2 separate regions of the Zea mays genome follow, and region 2 is linked to region 1. A link is a contact called in public Hi-C data. All regions are on one chromosome and are shown on one strand. The core of a region is the stretch at or near the end of the contact, and the rest is flanking DNA. Distances in the headings are between cores, read along the strand shown.

Region 1 (4,121 bases), core at 976-3,475:
CGGTCTTGAAGCGCTTAATGATGAGTGTCATCTCATCTTCATTGAGCCCGACAACCTCCACTTGTGCCACCTTGCTTGGTAGCGCCTCCCTGCTGCTAGTTGCTTTGAGAGCAACAGACTGTGGCTCATAGACGGGCAGTGGACCGTTCAATGCATCGTCCACGTATCGAGCTTCTTTCACCATCATACGCCCGCTCACGTATTTTCCGAGTATTTCCTCGGGCGTCATCTTGGTGTACCTGGGGTTTTCACGAATAAGATTCACAAGATGAGGGTCAATTACTGTAAATGACCTCAGCATGAGTCGGACGACGTCATGATCCATCCATCTTGTGCTTCCATAGCTTCGGATTTTGTTGACCAGGGTTTTGAGCCTGTTGTAGGTCTGTGTTGGCTCCTCTCCCCTGATCATCGCGAACCTCCCCAGCTCGCCTTCCACCAGTTCCATCTTTGTGATCATAGTGGCGTCATTACCCTCATGTGATATCTTGAGAGTATCCTAGATTTGCTTAGAGTTGTCCAGGCCACTCACTTTATTGTACTCATCCCTGCAAAGAGATGCTAGCAAAACAGTAGTAGCTTGGGCATTTTTATGAATTTGTTCATTTATAAGCACAGGATTATCAGTACTATCAAAATGCATCTCATTCTCAACAATTTTCCAAATGCTAGGATAGAGGGAGAATAAATGACTACGCATTTTATGACTCCAAAAAGAATAGTCCTCTCCATCAAAGTGTGGGGTTTTCCTAGGGGAATTGATAGTAGATGCGCATTTGAATTATAAGGAATGCGAGAATAGTCAAAAGAGTAGTTTTGATTAACCGTCTTTCTTTTGGATGAGTCGTCGTCGTCGTCATCATCCCTTGGTGAAGAAGAGAAAACGTCGCTTTCATAGTATATGATCTTCTTGATGCGCCTCTTTTTCTTCCCATCCCTCTTCTTGTGACTCGAGCCTGAGTCAGTAGGCTTGTCGTCTCTTGGTTCGTTGAAGAGGGACTCCTTGTCGTTGACCACCATCCCCTTACCCTTAGGATCTATCTCTTCGGGCGGTTAGTCCCTTAGATGAAGAGTTTGACTCTGGTACCAATTGAGAGCACCTAGAGGGGGGTGAATAGGTGATCCTGTAAAATCAAACACTAAATAGCCACAAACTTGATTATAAAAATGTTAGTGCGAGTTAACCAAGTTACTATGAAACGAGCTCTTGTGAATAAATACTGTGAGCTCTTACCGAACCACCCGGACCAGCATACATACATACATACATACATACATACATACATACATACATACATACATACATACATACATACGTACGTACGTACATACGTACGTACATACAGCTAAACTATCTACAATCAAGTTTAAATTTAAGAAATATGGTATATGTATTTGTGTGGGTAGGTATTCAACTGCATATACCCGTGTGCACGGGTACAACAGGATCAGGTGCTCCTGGCCCTTCGTCGTCTACCTACTTTCTTTACCAACAGAAGAACCACGCTAAAGGCACGACGGTCATGTGCGGGCGACACCGACTTAGGCCCTGCCAGAGCTCGCAGGCTCCACGCGTCTCTCTGTGCCATCCTACATGTTGTGCACCCCTTGCTAGATGGCCATCGCACCACCCCAAGCACCACTGTGGCCCGGTAGAAATATCGTCGACGTGTTTCACGTCGTCGTCGTCGTCAGTCTAGTGCCACTGTTGCTAGCCCGTATTTAGTGAGGGTTCCCTATCTAGTTTCCAGCATATCTATATCTTGTAAAACTCTCTTCGAATATATAAAAAATATCATATCTCTTTGATCAATATATATTTTTTTATAGTTTATTTTATATTAAGGGCTAGCTTGAGAACTATATTTTACCAAGGGATTCATATTTTCTAAGGGAAAATGAACTAAATTCTCCTGGGAAAATAAAAATCCCGCGGTAAAAAGTTGTTTTCAAACTGGCCCTAAGAGTGGTCTTAAAACATTAGTATAGTAGCTTGCTCCCGCCATTATTGCCTTGCCTTAAAAGAAATCCTCCCCTGTTTGTGTGTTTATGGTCAGTTAACTACTTTTAGCAGCTATAAGCACACACCGCGTCAACGTCTGCGCTCTGCCGCAGCTATAAATTCAAGGGGCCGCCATTTCCAGTCCTCCGAAGACTTGAACAAGGCGGCCTCCGGTCTTCCCACTTCCACACGAGAAGGAAACGACCACCTCCTTTCCTGTGTCCCGAATCGGGAGTAGTAGTAGTAGTGCATCCAATCGACACACACACAAAAAAAAAGGTTAGTTAGCCATGGCGCCGCCAACAGAGGACTGCGGCTGGCTGCTGTACCTTTCCCTGGCCGCCAAATGCGGCGACCCTCAGCGCCTGCTCGGCTTCGCCGCGGTCTTCGTCGCGGCCTGCGTAGTCACGTCGCTCCTGCACTGGGCGTCCCCGGGCGGCCCCGCCTGGGGGTGGTACTGGTGGACCAGGCGGGCCGGGCTGGGCATCGTCCGTGCCGCCATCCCGGGACCCCGGGGCCTGCCGGTGGTCGGCAGCATGGGCCTGATGACCGGCCTGGCGCACCGCAAGCTCTCGGCGGCGGCCGAGAGACAGGCCAGCAGGCGCCGCCTCATGGCGTTCTCGCTTGGCGAGACCCGGGTGGTGGTCACCGCCGACCCCGACGTCGCGCGGGAGCTGCTCGCCAGCGCCGCCTTCGCCGACCGCCCCGTCAAGGAGTCCGCGTACGGGCTCCTGTTCCACCGCGCCATCGGCTTTGCCCCGCACGGCGCCTACTGGCGCGCGCTCCGGCGCGTCGCGTCCGCGCACCTCTTCTCGCCGCGCCAGATCGCGGCCTCCGCGGCGCAGCGCGCGGCCATCGCGCGCCAGATGGTGGACGCCACGACGACCGCCGCGGCCCACGCCCCCGTCGTCGTGGCGCGCCGGTTCCTGAAGCGCGCGTCGCTGCACAACGTCATGTGGTCGGTGTTCGGCCGCAGGTACGACCTGATGGCGGACAGCCGGGAGGCCGAGGAGCTCAAGGCCCTGGTAGACGAAGGCTACGACCTGCTTGGGCAGCTCAACTGGTCCGACCACCTCCCGTGGCTCGCCCGCTTCGACCTGCAGAAGACCCGGGCCAGGTGCTGCGCGCTCGTCCCGCGGGTGAACCGCTTCGTTGGCAACATCATCGGCGAGCACCGTGCCCGCCTCGGCCGCGGCGTCGACACCGCCGTCATGGACTTCACGGACGTCCTGCTCTCCCTCCAGGGCGACGACAAGCTCTCCGACGCCGACATGATCGCCGTTCTGTGGGTACGTATGCACGTTGCACCCACCCTGCTCGCTCTTCAACTATCAGCAGGGAAAAGAAAAGAAAGAAAGACCGATAAGGCGAACGCGCCTTTAACTTGTGATCGCACACCTCGCAGGAGATGATCTTCCGAGGCACGGACACGGTGGCAGTCCTGATCGAGTGGGTGCTGGCCCGTCTGGTGCTGCACCAGGACGTGCAGAGCAAGGTCCAGGAGGAGCTGGACCGGGTGGTCGGGCTGGGCCAGGCCGTGACGGAGTCGGACACGGCCTCGCTGCCCTACCTCCAGGCGGTCATCAAGGAAGTGCTACGCCTGCACCCGCCAGGCCCACTGCTCTCCTGGGCGCGCCTCGCCACCTCAGACGTGCACGTAGGCGGGTACCTTGTGCCCGCGGGCACCACCGCCATGGTGAACATGTGGGCCATAACCCATGACCCCAGCCTGTGGCCTGAGCCAATGGAGTTCAGGCCCGAGAGGTTCATGGGCCCTGCCGCCGAGGACGTCCCGATAATGGGTTCGGATCTCCGGCTCGCGCCTTTCGGGTCCGGCAGGCGGAGCTGCCCCGGCAAGTCACTCGCGGTGGCTACCGTCGGATTCTGGGTCGCCACCCTGCTGTACGAGTTCAAATGGCTGCCGCCGTCCGACGAGCCACGCGGCGGCGGCGTCGACCTATCCGAAGTGCTGAGGCTGTCGTGTGAGATGGCTGCACCGCTGGAGGCGAGGGTGGTGCCACGTCACGCGGTGTGCTGAGGGGGCTGAGACACGTGGCCTGCAGGGGTGGGGATCAGAGGAGGAAAGCTCGACCGATCGTCTTCTAGCTTCTACTACTAC
Region 2 (4,121 bases), core at 1,067-3,566, 170 kb before region 1:
ACTCTTCCACCAAGTCACGTCCACTACTCAGGCAGGCTACGTAGCGAAGAGCCTCCTTGTCTTGACCCCCTTTCGCCATCTTAAATTGTGGAAACGCCACATAACATTGCAAGCACAAGATAGCAGAGGGCAAGCTGGGCAACCCTTCGACGTCACCTGGCGCCACATAAAATCAGAACTCCCACCAGTTACCCCACTTATTTTTCGCACATGGAACAATCTCGATAACTTCAGCCGAGGTCTTTCCAGTCCTCGGCGTAAAGGTGTAGGACCCAAACTGAGCAATATTTCCACCTATCTTCCTTTTTTGCCAGTGCTGACATTAATTTTTCGCGAAGACTTCAACAGATGGTTCCCCACCATATGAGGACACAACCCACACATACTTCGCCAGCGCTGCCATAGCATTCGGTGTCAATTGATGAATTTGCACCTACAACCTCCGTAACACCTCAACTACGAATCGATGTGTTGGCAAGCGAAGACTAGCAGCAAAGAAAGCCTCAACACACAACCAACTCCCCCTCTGGCTCAGGGACATCTTCAGCCCTGGAGCCCGCCCAACTCCGCTTCCAAAGTAACCCAGCCGCTGCATCTCCAGCACGCGGCTCGAGTAAATCCTTGAGGTCCCGAATTCAACCGTATGACTAGGCTGCAAGTCCACCGCTGCAGAATCGCTAATCATCTTCTCAGACGACGGCATGGAGGCAACGCGCTCGCAGCGGACGATGACGAGGAAGAGGATGACATGGTCACGTACCATCAACGGCGAGGCGGCCTGCTTGATGCGGGCTAGATTTCTGGCAGAGCGGGAGCAGAGAGGGCAAGCAAGCAAATGAAAGAGCGAGGGTTTCGGCAGCGCGCGCTCGAGCAGGTGAAAAGCCGCAACCCAGGCTCGACTTTTTATAGGCCAGGAGCCACGCCTCGGGATCTCAAAAGTCCCACGGTAACACGTCTCATCAACGGTCACATTTCAAAAACCCCGCGGGACCACTTCGAGCGAGGGCAGCATTTTCACCATCTTACGACAGACTTCGGCACCAGATGACTTAGTCAAACTGGCCCCTCGGAGGGCAAATGTTGGGGCGAAGGTGTAACGCCCCCCTCGCTCGAGAAGCTAGTGCTAGAGGATTCAAGACTGGAGACCTCGAAGGCCTGAAGATTGAGCCACACTAAGAAGTGCATAGGGAGAACGCGCGTGCGAAGACTCAGGTGCTACCTTCGCTCGGACAGGCCAGGGCAAAGACCATCTTGGACTCCGGAGACTAAACAATGAGGACTGCGAAGACCGCATTGTAATCTACCACAGTGTAATAGGGGGCCCGTGTATAGTCGGCACATGTTACAGGATCCTGACCATAGGCCGCTACGCATGCAGGGCTGGTAATAGGTCAACCCATGTTTGTAATTGATTACGCTATATGACCCGCCATAACCCTCCAAGGGGGAATATTCCGAGGATAATGTAGGTAAGTGTGGGTGTAATCGTCTTTGGCGGGGCAGGGCCGACCCTCGGTTACATATAAATACCCCCGTACTGTACCATTGCGGGGACGGAGAAAAACATTGTTGTCCTAATACATTGCATTTACTTGCATCAAACCATTTCCCATTCTCCCACTGTTTTAGCTTGGCTGACCACGAGTTAGCAAGTTCCAACAGAGCCACAACCATTTTCTTCCGACGAGGAAGCCTAAAGTATCAAAACTCTTGCATATCTAGGGGTGGTAATAGATCACGATCTAAAGACGTGTTTGGTTCTGTATCTAAAGTGCCAAAAATTGCCACACATTTTTATGTCACATAGTCAAAGGTGCCTAACCTTAGATGTGGTAAATTGTGGCTAGTGAGGCAGCAAACCAAACAATCGTAAATGTTTATTCGTGATTCATTTGGGCTATTAATGAATTTTAGTTTAAAAATGAATAGAAATAAAGCTCAATTCTAATATAATCCGATCCTTTTCGTAGTATAAAATTTAAAGGCCATTACAATCCCAATACATATCACATGTAGAAATACAGTTCTTAACTCGGGTTAACCTTGTTTGGAAACAGGCCCGATCGATTTAATAAATTAGATATCGTATGTATGCATCTTTATGGTCTACTAGGTCAAGAGCTACTTTGTTTCGTGGAAGTCTCCAAATCCTGTTTTTCCAGCACACCCAAGGGCGGAGGCGGCCATATTTTGAGTAGGCCCTGGGAGTCCACTGGGCCTAAAATTATGGGCTTTATTTGCTATAAAACCGCTAGGTGGGTCCTTGCATCCTACCCGTTTTTGCTTGCTGGAGGTCCAGGTAGCCTCGATGAGATGGGTACTGTAGTGCCATCTGTTTGGTGGTGCGGTAGTAGCAGGTCTACCGCCAGTCTGTTGTGCTGGCATCTAGAATCTAGAATTTATCATCGTACAGATCGAGTGGATGGCGGCGAGTGGGCAGAAACAGGCAGCGCCCACGGTTTTTGCACTGGTGGGACGACGACATACAGAGACACGCGTAGCGACCTTACGCTCTCGTCGGTTTTCATCGTATCGATCATCATTCACAAAAGAGCAGCCAGTGCAACGACGATCCAGATGCACCAGGGACGGAACAACTTTAATTCTCTTTAGCTTCAAGGACCACCATTATATATGTTTTCATGTAGTATTCTCGTACGTGCGGTACAAGCACCACACACACACACTGGAGATAAGGCCTGGCCTGGCCAGGCCAGCTAGCAACGGATGCAGACAACTTTATTTGTATGCAATGCGAGTACAGTATGTCCGTTTATTAGCCTCACGTGGAACCTTCTCTAGTTCTTTAGCAGCAATATTCAATGGCTGGCATGGAGTGCGGATCCAGGATTCGATCACGTCCCGGATCGATCTGTTACATCTTTCAATATATTTTGGTCTAAAAACAATAAATATAAATAAAGATATATAGATCATGTCACCGTTCCACGGACTCGGTGGCCTGAGCTTGTGGGCTTGTATCTACCCCTAGGCTTGTGGGCTTGTATGTGTACCCCTAGCTGACATGCATATATGCAACTATATATAATTCACGTTAAAAACATCTTCCTCAGACAAAATTTGTTGCATTAATAATAATCTAATCGAACTTTTCTATTTATACAGATGGAAAACTTAGAGTGTTAAACATAATATATCTTTTTTTTCTTTAGATGAAAGGTTGAAGAAATAGTATAGTGATTGTAATCAACATGAACTTTTGTATTAATCACAGCCTTCCGATAGAGGTAGCATGCTAGTATATTTTCATATGGTAATCAAAGCCGCATCTTCACTACCGGAATCGCGTTCTTTGCCGAGTGTCTAAGACACTCGGCAAAGGCTATTTTACACTCGGCAAAGGCTTTGCCGAGTGTAACACTCGGCAAAGAACACTCGGCAAAGATTTCATCGGCAAAAGGTTCTTTGCCGAGTGCTTTTTTCGGACACTCGGCAAAGACTTTGCCGAGTGTCAAAAAGCACTCGGCAAAGAAAAACACTCGGCAAATTAAGAATCGAAAAAATTTAAAAAAAACAGTAAAACATTTTTTAAATTCTAGGAACAACTCTCCAACCCTCCCCTATTACCTTACCCGTTGCCCTATCATTTTTCACTATTATTTTGAATCAAACTTATATGTTTTGTAACTGGTGAGATTCGAACTCGCAACCTCTCTCTCGCGCATACCATCCTATACCACTACACTACTACACCAATTATGTTTATATTACGTTTATAACAAATCGAGAGTAATTTGATTTTTTAAGGCACTAATTGAGTTCATTTAAAAATGTGACCAACTATAAAGTTGCATAACTTTTTGAGATCTAAAAGTTTATTTTAATAGTTTCTACATCCGAGACCGTTTATAAAATTTGAATTTTAAATTTAAAAACGTCACACGAAATTTTCAATGATAAGATGATTTTAAATCAAAAAATTGTCAACTACAAAGTTTCATTACATTTCAAGACCTACAACTTTTATTTTGGTGGTTTTTCCATCCGAGACAGTTTGAAAAATTCAAATTTCAAAATTCAAACATAGTTTTGCATAACAAGATGATTTCAAACTAAAACATTGTCAACTACAAAGTTTCATAACTCTTCAATACCTACAA

Evidence for each region. A called contact is a pair of places that touch in the nucleus more often than the background predicts.
Region 2: a Hi-C map of tassel shows a contact between it and region 1, with 4 times the contacts expected there. The contact joins the enhancer-like site here to the promoter of LOC100274430 in region 1. A contact is called at or near these places in 2 of 25 Hi-C or Micro-C datasets (ear and tassel).

What each region holds. Positions count from the first base shown.
Region 1 is chr4:222,597,715-222,601,835 of Zm-B73-REFERENCE-NAM-5.0, reverse strand. It overlaps LOC100274430 (putative cytochrome P450 superfamily protein), which reads left to right and starts at 2,225. Exons shown (of 2, transcript NM_001148789.1): 1 at 2,225-3,291; 2 at 3,408-4,121. The coding sequence starts at 2,293. The coding sequence ends at 4,040.
Region 2 is chr4:222,766,541-222,770,661 of Zm-B73-REFERENCE-NAM-5.0, reverse strand. No RefSeq gene overlaps it. Among protein-coding and RNA genes, the nearest start is that of LOC103655927, 32 kb to the left of the region's middle. Within about 2 kb of position 2,316, at least 17 of the 20 cell types and tissues checked have an H3K27ac peak or open chromatin away from gene starts, as enhancers often do. A contact at or near this core is called in ear and tassel, where this site is marked.